Regions from separate parts of the Zea mays genome. Here region 2 is linked to region 1. A link is a contact called in public Hi-C data. All regions are on one chromosome and are shown on one strand. Each heading gives the region's core, a stretch centred on a gene start, on an enhancer-like site or on the middle of the called end of the contact. The rest is flanking DNA. Distances are from core to core; before and after follow the strand shown.

Region 1 (5,575 bases), core at 263-2,762:
ATTTGATTCTTTACCAGATTCATCTGCAACTAAATATTTCTTCTCTTCAGCTTCCAAAGCAAGAACAGCCTCCTCCATTTTGTGCTCTGCAAGCAAAACGTCTAACTTATCTAGAAAAATAGTTCTGGGATCCTGGGTATCATCAGACAAAATTTCATCAAGTTCAGTTTCAGAGTCTTTTTTTGTTGCATCTTCTTCCTTGCTAGATTTGTGCCAAATGTCGAGCTCACGACACACACCACTCATTAGATCCTGCACAAGAATTCCTTGGGAAGACACATGCTTTTGTAGCTCAATTAACTCTTGTTCTGCTTCAACAACCTCCTCAGAAATTCTGTGCAAATAGTGAAAAGGAGAAAAACATAAGAGAGAAGTAGTTTCAAAAAGAGAGAAAATGAGTACAGAGAAGGGAGTTTTCAAGTATGAGCAAAGGAAACATATTAAATTCTGAATTTTAATTTGTTTCGTTTATTTTTAGAGCAGGAAAAAATAGCCATTAATTTCGTGATTACCTGAGAAAAGCCAGGAACTTTGACTGCCTATTTGCAGACAGGTTTTCAATAGCATCCTTCAACTCCAACAAATCGGAGCAAATTTTCCTGATACCCTGCAAGCACAACAACCACGATCGATGAGTGCCATCACCACACCAATGAGAAACATTTCGCACTGGAAACCACCAGAGCCCTTCTCTGTACCAATCCCGGCAGACAAAGATGCAAGCAGCACTAAACCCTTTGCTTCATCTCAATAAAAAAGAATGACAAGTTAGCCAGATTTTACTTGCAGTTTTTGGTAGAAGAAGGTGATATGCTTTTGTTTGGTTATGCTTCTAGTTTTGATGCGTCGAGGCTCGGTGAGAACATGCTGTGTTACGGAGGGGAAAAACATGGGATTCAAGAATAACAGATAGATACATTCCTCTCCCAACGCGAAATTACCCATCATAACACCATTGTAACGAGTCTAGATCCAAAATTGCGTAATTTCAAGCCCAAGCAGGCCCTGACGCACAGCGACAAAAGAAGCAGGAACTAGCCAGGAATGGTAGCAGGTGAAATTCCCCGCTGTATGCTGGCCGGAATGTAGGAAAACAGCTGAAGCGCGGAGCAAGGCAAGGAAGCAGAAATCGAACCTTCTCGGTCTGAGACTGGTAGGCGGCGTTGATGGAGGACTGCGGGGTGATCCACTCGTGGCCCGGGAACTCCTCCTCCAGCTCCTCCCCGCTGCTGCTCTCCATTCCGCACCTCCGCGCGATCTCAGAAGCCTCCCACAGGACAGAAGCTGGGAAGGAGAGATTTCTCGGCGTACAGCGTGCCGGGAGCGAATGACGAGAGGACGAAGGAGGCGGCGGTGGAGTGGGAGCGGAAGTGGAGTGGAGTGCCGTTACGGGTAGCCACCCACCGGCAGCGACCGGACGGCTACCGTGTATGGGGTTTTCTGGCTTCGCGTGCCCTGGTCCTGCGATAGGTGAGAAACTGTGGGGCGTCGAGTCGTCGACGTCTCGGCGTCAGAAGCAGTCACCTTGTGTTCTTCTCGACTTCCACCGCCCATCCCTGCAAAATAGGTCATGTTCGGTTAAATTTTAGGACTCGTTTGATTACTTTAATCCAAAGACTAAAATTTAGTTGAGTGATTATCTTATTTGGCTTGAGAAACTAAAAGTATCAAAAGTATTAAGGCTTCGTTTGGTTTGAGGGACTAAAGATTGGTCCCTCCATTTTAGTCTCTAAATTGTCAAACAATGAAAATAAATGAGTGTTTAAATACACTAGAGCTAATAGTTAGTGGCTAAAATTAGCTATTGACATCAAACACCCTAGCTAATATTTCAGTCATTAGCTGTTTTTAGTAAATTAGCTACTAGTTATCTAGCTATTTGTTAGCTAGTTAATTTTACTAGCAAATTTTTAGCCAACTAACTATTAGCTCTAGTACATTCAAACACGCCCTAAATTGTTTTAGTCTCTAGTCTCTCAAGTGGTGACTAAAAGAGACTAAATAATATAAATTTCACTTTTTGCCCCTTGTTTATTTCAGTTGCAGGGAGAATGCTAAGAGGTATTTTAGTCCTCTTATGATTCATTTAATGTGTTTTGAATAGTTTTAGTCTATAGAACCAAATAAAGTAGAGACTAAACTTGTTGACGCCTTTTCGGAACGCCAATCACTCAACAAGAACCGGCGGCGGTGCTCTCTGGTCAGGCGCGGACGGTCCGCGGCACAGGGCCGGACGGTCCGCGACCTGGAGCAGGGGCAAAGGTTCCCTGCCTGACGGCCGGACGGTCCGCGCCCTGGGGCCAGACGGTCCGCACGTGCGCAGGGGGCGGCGAAGGTCGCCGGCGGCGCCTGCATCTCGCTCCCGGGAGGGACCCCGTCGGGGAGGAGAGATCCTAGGTGGTGTCTAGGCTCGGGCCGGCCGACCTAGACTCCTCTAATCGGCGTAGAGTCGAAGAGAGGCGAAGAATTTGGGGATCGAGAGGCTAAACTAGAACTAGACTAGAACTACTCCTAATTGTGCTGGAAATAAATGCGAAATAGAAGTGATATTGGTTCGATCGTTGGGGGTTCAATCGGTCGTAGCCCTTCATCTATATAAAGGGGGAGGTCTGGATCCGCTTCCAACTGATTTCCGAGTTAATCCCGTGGTTTTAGGTAACCAATCCCGCGAGAAACTAGGAACCCTAACTGATTCTGCGCACGCGCGGACCGTCCGCGCCACCACCGCGGACAGTCCGGACCGCGGACCGTCCGGCCTCAGGGCCGGACCGTCCGCGAGACACATTTGGTGTCCAACATATGCCCCCTGCCTTTTGGTGAAGGTTGACGAACCAAAAGCATATGAACTAAACCTGATGTAAGTCACCGGCTTTTCAATATTGAGATCATTTAATAAAGCATCAATGTATAACGGCCGTTTTAGATTTTATCTTTCTCGGCCATGACCGTTTGATCACTGAATCAAAAGGAATAGAATGGAGGTGCCCCCCAGTATGGATAGACAAAGGGACTATACATGTACCATGGATTCATCATCGTACTATTCCATGTTTGAACAGGATAATATACTGACAATGAGTAAACGGGTGGAAAGTACCCTGGTCTCATAGGATGAATAGGTGATGCTTGTTGTGTCGCCTTTCGGGCCGTTTTGTTTACCCGTTTCGTTTTAGTAGGTGACCGAGGTTTCTTCGTTGACCGATCACGTAGAACGGTCTTCTCGCTAGTATTCTTGGAGAGCAACTGATCAACAGTAGAGTCAGCTTTGATCAGCCGACCATTTGTGCTTCGCCGTTGTGTCTCCTTCCCTTTAAGGTTTTGTGTGGAGGCTGACACCTTTGGGCATAGGCGGACTGTCCGGCAGAGTTAGCCGAACCGTCTATCTGAACACCGGACCGTCCGCACGTAGGTGCCAGATCATCCGTGATGCTCAGGACGGCTGTCGTGCTTGACTCATTAATTGTGCCTGCCCCCCGGTGCCTCCGGACTTTTTAGCCTTATCATCCGGAGCCTTTCGAACAATCTCCTTTTGTGATATATTCGACGTGCGAGGACTACCAATGATGATGTCTTTGCTTTTGCCTTTATCGGCCATTTCGGGCCGAACTAAGATCTTTTTGCATGCGATATCTATTGTATTAACAGGAAATGGTTGTGTGTCCACTTGCATTTCCTGAAAAGCCAATCGGCCCTTATTTATGGCCGATTGTACCTGTCGACGAAAAACATTACAGTCATTGGTGGCATGAGAAAAAGAATTATGCCACTTACAATAAGCACGTCTCTTTAATTCATCTATAGGAGGGATAGTATGAGTTAATTTAATGTTGCCATTTTTAAGTAGCTCATCAAATATCTTATCGCATTTGGCAACATTAAAGATAAATTTAATCTCTTCTTGTCGATTCTTTTGAACCGGCTGTAAGGAAGAACATGCTGAAGATTTGGCCTTTGTTGGCCAAATAAACTCAGCGGTATATACATCTGCGGATTCATCATCTGAACTATCATGCTCTATTAGATGTACAGTACGGGCGACCGATTTTGATGTCTCTTTAAATCGGCTTTCACAGGCTAAAGCCCGCTGATGTAGCTGGGCTATCGAAAAGAACTAGGTCCCATCTAATTTGTCTCTTAAGTAGGATAGCAACCCATTAAAAGCTAACCCTGCTAGCTCTTTGTCTGCGACATGGATCCGAAAGCATCGGTTTCTAGTGTCCCGGAACCTCCGGATATAATCATTAACCGATTCTTCGCGTCCTTGTCGAACTGAAGCTAAGTCAGCTAGTCCTAATTCATATTCCCCGGCAAAGAAATGTTCATGAAATTTACTTTCTAACTCATTCCAGGAATTAATGGAATTAGGAGGCAGGGCGGCGTACCATGCAAAAGCGGTACCAGTAAGGGATAGAGAAAATAACCGAACACGAAATGCTTCTCCATCGGCCAATTCACCTAGGTGTGCTAGGAACTGGCCTATGTGTTCGTGTGTGCTCCTCCCATTCTCACCAGAAAACTTGGAAAATTCTGGTATCCTTGCCCCTTGTGGATACGGGACAGTGTCAAACCGGTGATTATACGGCTTTTGGTATGATTGCCCTACTCTGGCTACACTAACTCCGAACTTATCTCGAAATAGTTCAGTCATCTCTTCCCTAATTTTTTCCATTGCACCCGGTGGCAGACCACCGGATCCTGGGCTGTGGGGCTCATTTGGTCGGGTATTAGTATACCGACCTTCTTGCCGTGACCGATCGATAGTGTTGATCGGTCTGTGGTTGTATGGTACGTTATGGTTTAAATATGTAGAGGGCGAAACATACTGCTGCCGTGGTGTGTAATAATTTGGTGCATGGTGTGCAACAACAGGTTCTGCGTATGCATATCCAGCTTGCCCGGTGGTAAATCCGAACTGACCGGTTGCGTTCGCCATTATCGGGACGCCATGTGGTAGTCCTGGTGCGGGCCCGGACTGTCCGGCAGGGAAAGCCGGACGGTCCGCGTAAGGGCCGGACGGTCCGGGCAGAAGCTCAGACGGTCCGACCGCGTCCAGGGTCACCGGTCTGCCAAGCAGGGACGGCGGTGGTCCTAGGGCGGCCCCAGACTGTCCGGCAGAGCAAGCCGGACGGTCTACATATGGGCCGGACGGTCCGGACAGAAGCTCGGACGGTCCGACCGTGTTCATGGGTGCCGATCTACCAAGCAGGGATGGCGGTGGTGGTACTTGTCCTGTATATGAGTTCATCGGCATACCATATAATGGCTGGGGCTGCAAATCCCCATTTGTTGCCAATGTATTAGACATAGATATCCTGTTACTAGTCTCATATGATGGAAAACTAGGAGCAACAGACTTCTCCAACGTACGCGTTAATTTTCTAATTGACTCTTCTAACCCTACAATCTGTTGTTTCATTTGATCCTGCTGCTGATCTACATACTGTTTAATAAATTGGATGTCGTCGGGTTTACTTACGTTGGGGACTTGAAGCGAAGATAGAAGAGATGCGACGTCGGTCTCTCCATGTTTGACAACTTTCTGGTGGCGATCCATCGTGTATTGTGATAAGAATCT
Region 2 (6,076 bases), core at 2,697-5,196, 210 kb after region 1:
AAAAATGAGATACCAGTAAGGATCAGAGGAAAGCCAAATATAGCCAGTGAAGTACAAAATATGACCGACAGAAGCGACGTGAAGACTAGACAGAGAACGTCCGTCAAACGTCCAATCAGTCACAGAGCAAATAAATTGCACTACCTAGCAAGATATGGATGGATTGCGAACTCGGCTGCTAAAGACAAAATACATGCTGACCTCTGAAGCATAATATTGATGACATAATGCTGACCTCCAAAGTATAATGTGGATAGATTCATGCCAATTTTTACAAAAAGAAAGGATAATTTTCAGCAAAGAGACACAAAAGGAAGACCTTCAAATGGATTATCCTCAAAAATCCATTTGAAGGTCGGGGGCTACACCCATTGGGTGCACCTCCGGTGCACCCTATGGATTATCATTCCAAGCCAAGATAGTGCCGACTTCTAAGGCGTGGGACAAGATTAAAAGGCCGGCCCTCAACCAAAACGCAGGAGCACAAATGGAAATAATTTCTGGGGAAGACCTTCGAGTAGATTATTTTCTAAAATCTACTCGAAGCTCGGGGGCTACACCCATTGGGTGCACCTCCGGTGCACCCAATGAAATTCAGAATCCTACAAATTGAAATGCCGACCTCTAAGGCACAAGCACGAAACAAAGCTTCAGTCTACGAGTGATCAAAGCAGGAGGAGACAATAAGAAGTCATTTTCTTCAAATCACCTGCAAGCTGGACCTAGGATCTTTGGGCTAATTACCTCTAAATTAACCCAAAGATCGGGGGCTTATGGGGGATAGATATCCCCCGGGTCCACTAAAAGAGTAAAAGACCTCACGAAAGGCCCAAGGGCCCGATAAATCGTAAGGTCATTCTTTCGTGGGCCTGGGGAGAGACAACCAGCAAAGCAGATCGACATGAGGCCGGATTGGTGCAAACCCGGACGACCCACAACGTCGAGCGAGTGACCACAACAGAGATCCGACTTTCCCGCGTTGGAGCCCCCATGCAGCGGAGCCATGCGGGGATAAGTCGACAGGGCTACAGGGAGATAAACTCAAGCGGTTCACTATATTTTAGCTACACATTGTTATCATATCCACATGTATTGCCCCTCGGTCGAGTATATAAGGCCTAGGGGGCACCCCTTCAGAACGATCGACCCTATTACTTAGCTACTTACATCAACTCTCTGCATTCTCAATTCAGAGAGCTCTCTTGTAACCTTGTCCATCAAGCATACTCACCAGGACGTAGGGTGTTACACATCTCCAAGCGGCCCGAACCTGCAAACATTGTCCACCGTCCCTCGTGCATCTAGCACGAACCATTTTGCTACAGTCGTTGACGCCGTCCTACTCCTAAAAACACCTTGAGGGACAACCCCGGGTGTGCGGTCGGACCCAAAACACCGACAAGACCAGCGACAACAATTCGAAATGATGGTAGCTACGACAGACCAGAAGGGAATGAGGCCCCAACTGAGGAGGCCACTAACCATTTCGAGAAACTCCTTGAGCCCCCCTGCTCGAACCATCTTTACCCCGCACCATGACTAGGGCTGGAAAATAAGCTCGAGACTCGCGAGCCAACTCGAGATCAGAGCAGCTCGGCTCGGAGCACCTCACGAGCCTCAGCGATTCGAGCCGAGCTTGATTTTTGGAGTCGTTAGTGAAGCGAGCCGAGCCAAGCTGAACCGTTCTGGCTCACGAGCTACGCCAACTATACTGAATTTATCAGTTTGTAGAGTCATAATGGATTATCAGTTCATTTCTTAGTCTTTAATAATGGATATATGACAATTTAAATTTTAAATTGCTCATAATATTCAATAGCGATTCTATATTTCATATTTAAATAATATTAATTTAATATATAATGCAATTATATTCACTAAGGTGTGACTGTGAGCCGAGCTAAGCTAGCTCGTGAGCCAACTTTGAGTCGAGTCGAGCTTCATCCTTGAGCTCGTGTTGTGGGTGAGGCGAGGCGAGGCGAGCTCGGTCACCCACCGATCCAGCCAAGCTCGACTCGGCCTATTTCTTGCCCTAACCATGATATCCATACGAAAAGAAAAGAAAGAGTGGATATATAAAATGAGGGTGGCCTACACAAAAAGTGGAGCTTAGGGTTGATGGCTCGACAGTATAAGTAATCAGGGTGCCAAACTCAAGAGTCATAGACCACAACGGAGAGCGGATCTCAGCACTAATAGTTTAGCCACCTCTCGGCTACAAAGTTATTAACTTATTAATATATAGAGAGCTAACTATATAGCCACCACATATAATAGGTTGACTATTTTTTAGCTGTAAGAATGTTGAATATTTATTACTAGACCCATTTCTACCACCCCATTCTCTCAGAACATGTTTTTGAATTTATGTGTATGGTCGGCTCCTCGTCGACTGATAATTAGGCTATTCCCAATGGGGTATCGCGCTCATTAACGAGATACCACATGTTTTTTTGATGTGGCAAGACGTTTAATATGAGGGGAAAAGTTGTATCTTAAAAATGATTGTTTTGGTACGATATCTTAGCTTATGGCACAAAAAATAAGTTTAGGTTCATTGTCATAGCACGGCATCATACTAATTAACTAGTTTAAACATATAAGTATGACATTGTATTGTAGAAAGTAGAGGGTGTACCTTTCTAACTGTTATATTTTCATGTGTGTGATATTTTTTAAATATTGGAATATGTTACTTTGGACCGTAAATAGTCTTAGCAGCTCGCTTCTTTTCTTTCTTCTATTTTCTCTTCTTGAATTTAGCAAAAAAATATATCATAACAAACCATCCTATTATACTTGCTCTAATTTATAACTCCGACACGTAAGATCCAGTTCAATCATTCTCGTTATCGACATCTCCAAGACTCCAACCTCGATGCTAATATGCTATGGCTAGTGACATGGAGACACATTATTTTTTAAGGGCTAGTTTGAGAACACCATTTTTTAAGAGATTTCTATTTTTAAAAGAAAAAATAACTAATTTTCTTAGAAAAATAAAAATACCATAGAAAAATATAATTTCCAAACTAGCCTTTAATATTGATCCACAGGTTTAACCCTAGATTAGGAGATCAAACTAAGAAATAAGTATAAATACGAATATTTTAAAAATAAAATTTATGTCCCACTTCCACCCCACCCCGCCCCAGCCCAGACGCGAGAATTGACCGCTGTCCTCGGCTCTGCCGAGGGGCCCGCTGTCACCCTTACCCCGCTCCCGGACCTCACCAACCCCGCATCCAATTCACCTCTGCGGCCCACTCGAGAACCCGACGCGTCCGCCCTCTCACCATGGACCGCGCCCACCGTGCTCCGGGGCACGGCCACTTTTGTCACATTCGTGCGCATCAAAGAGCGGTCCACAGACCCAAGTCCAGGCTAGCCACCGACGACCTCTCAACGCGCCGACCTCTCTGTACCGCGACGGAGATGCAACCGAGGCTTTCGGCGCCGAATCTCCCGTCCACCACCTGCCCCAACGGTCCCTGGCCGTCCGTGTGGCCAGCCGACGGTCGGATGAGTCTCCAGCGCGGCACGTGGCGGGCGAGCAGCGGCAGCCACCCCCGGACCCCACCGCTACGCGAGCAGCCAGAACCGCGCCCCGCATCCGACTGTTTCAATCTCGCGCGGGCCCCACACGCAGTAAATTCTTCTGCATAAATCTTGGACCAGCCCGCGCACATACACCTGTTAAACAATCTGGATGACAAGCGGCCCTACAGAACTACGCGACCCACCTGTCGGTGAGTGCTTTAAGGTAGCGGACTTGACGAAGCAGGACGTGGTGCCCGAGGAATAAGACAAGTTAACTCCATCTCACCACCGCCAGTAAACTGCGAGTCCTCCCATCCGTGCTTTGTCGCCTCTCTCTATCTTTCTCTCTCTCCTCTCCCACTGCCGTTCCCCAAACTCAGCCTCGGCTTCTCTTCTCTGGACGGGGGGCGGCTGCCGGCGTCGACCTTCGCGAGGAAGGAGAGGAGGCCGTTGGATCCCGCTGGATTCGATTGGATTAGGACGGGATAACCGCGGGCAGGTAAATACTGCTCACTAATTGCTTTCCTTCCTCGCGTCGATCCGGCCTATGAATCGCGAGATTGCTCTCGGTTCTAGCCGGATTGGATAATCTTTCCAAGGAGAGGCACTTCAATTCTTGGAGCTGGTTTCTCCTCCTTTCCATTTTCATGCTTTCCTCGTATGGTTTCTTGATCTCGTTTCTCGAAGTTTATGCACAAATAATATATCCCCCTCTTGCTGAATCTCCGTGGTTGCAGATGCGCTGAACTATTGCCGTGTGCAGTGAGCGATGGGCGACCTTGCTGATCTCGCGGGTGCGGGCGAGGCGGCGCGTTCGCATCTCGCCGCCGGCGGCCAGCGGGACAGGCTGGCGGCTCTGCTGGAGCTCGCGGCGGCCGACGACGTCGCGGGTTTCCGCGAGGCGCTCGCGGGGGGAGGCGGCGAGGGCGACACGGCGGAGCTGGCGGACGGAGTGGGGATGTGGTACGGCCGAAGCAAGGCGTATGAGCCGCGCACGCCGCTGATGGTCGCCGCGACTTACGGCAGCGTGGAGGTGGTGTCGCTTCTGCTCGCCCTTGGTTGTGTCGACGTCAACCGGCGCCCCGGCGTCGACGGCGCCACTCCGCTTCACTGCGCCGCCTCCGGCGGCTCGCGGAACGCTGTGGCCGTCGTCAAGCTGCTCCTGGGTGCCGGCGCCGACCCGGTAACTCCCGACTCCGCCGGTCGCTTGCCTGCCGACGTCATCTTGTCTCCACCTGCTTCGCCCGACGCCTTGGGCGATCTGGAGATGCTCCTTGGCCGCCGCCGAGGGCTCGCTGTCGCGACCTCGGTGCCATCGCTCTCGTCGTCCCCGCCGCTCTCGTCCTCGCCGGATGAGAGCAACAGGTCGCCGTCCTCGCGGTCGTCTTCGTTGTCTCCGATTACCGTCGACCGTGCCAAGAAGGAGTACCCGGTGGATCCGACGCTGCCCGACATCAAGAGCCGCGTGTATGCCTCCGACGAGTTCCGCATGTTCGCGTTCAAGGTGCGGCCATGCTCCAGAGCCTACTCGCATGACTGGACAGAGTGTCCGTTCGTGCACCCTGGCGAGAACGCCCGCCGCCGGGATCCTCGCAAGCACCCATACACGGCGGTGCCCTGCCCCAACTTCCGCCGCCCTGGTGGCTGCCCCAGCGGTGATAGCTGCGAGTTCTCCCATGGTGTTTTCGAGAGCTGGCTCCACCCGTCGCAGTACCGCACAAGGCTCTGCAAGGAGGGCGCAGCTTGTGCCCGCCGCATCTGCTTCTTCGCCCACGATGAAGATGAGCTCCGCCATGTGCCTCACAATAGTGGTGCAGGTCTGCTGTCTCCCCGTGCCTCTTCATCCATTGACATGACCGCTGCTGCTGCTGCTCTAGGGCTTCTACCTGGATCTCCTACCAGGCACTTTGTGCCACCACCTCTGTCACCATCTGCTGCCAACAATGGTGGAGGTGCTGCTGCTCATTGGCTCCAAGGTAGCAGGCTGCGCTCTTCTTTCAATGCAAGAGATGCACAGGCTGATGACCTTGGCTCGCTCCTGGAATGGGAATCTCAATACCTTGGAGCGCTCAGCCTCCCACAAAGCAGCCGATCCCAGCCCCGTCTTTCTACTGGTCTGACTATTCGTCCAACAGCAGTTGCTCCATCCTACCTCGAAGAGATGTATGCTTCAGACATGGCTATGTCGCCAAGGTTCACCAATGACCAAGGTCACTCAGTCTTCTCACCAGCACACAAATCAGCTCTTCTAAACAAGTTTCATCATCAACAGAAGGGCCTTTTGTCGCCTGTCAATACCAACAGGATGTACTCACCAAGGGGCCTTGATCCATCAATTATCCATTCTCCATTTGGTGGCATGTCTCCTCGGTCCCCTCGGACTATGGAGCTAACATCTCCCCTAAGTGTCCGTGTTGGTGTTGGAGCTGCTGTTACTCCGCGTGATATGTTGGATCAGTTTTCTTCCCTGAACAAGCACCAGGTGCCATCTGTGGGATCGCCACGGAATCTTAATGCCTCATGGGGCAACATTGGT

What was found. Hi-C and Micro-C count contacts between places; a contact is called where the count stands out from the background.
Region 2: a contact with region 1 is called in a Hi-C map of leaf, with 5 times the contacts expected there. The contact joins the promoter of LOC100279507 here to the promoter of LOC100192999 in region 1. A contact is called at or near these places in 5 of 25 Hi-C or Micro-C datasets (ear, endosperm, leaf and 2 more).

Annotation. Positions count from the first base shown.
Region 1 is chr7:167,541,274-167,546,848 of Zm-B73-REFERENCE-NAM-5.0, forward strand. It overlaps LOC100192999 (exocyst complex component EXO84C), which reads right to left and starts at 1,513. Exons shown (of 7, transcript NM_001309864.1): 1 at 1,136-1,513; 2 at 513-607; 3 at 1-334. The coding sequence starts at 1,240.
Region 2 is chr7:167,750,105-167,756,180 of Zm-B73-REFERENCE-NAM-5.0, forward strand. It overlaps LOC100279507, which reads left to right and starts at 3,947. Exons shown (of 2, transcript NM_001152507.1): 1 at 3,947-4,039; 2 at 4,304-6,076. The coding sequence starts at 4,310.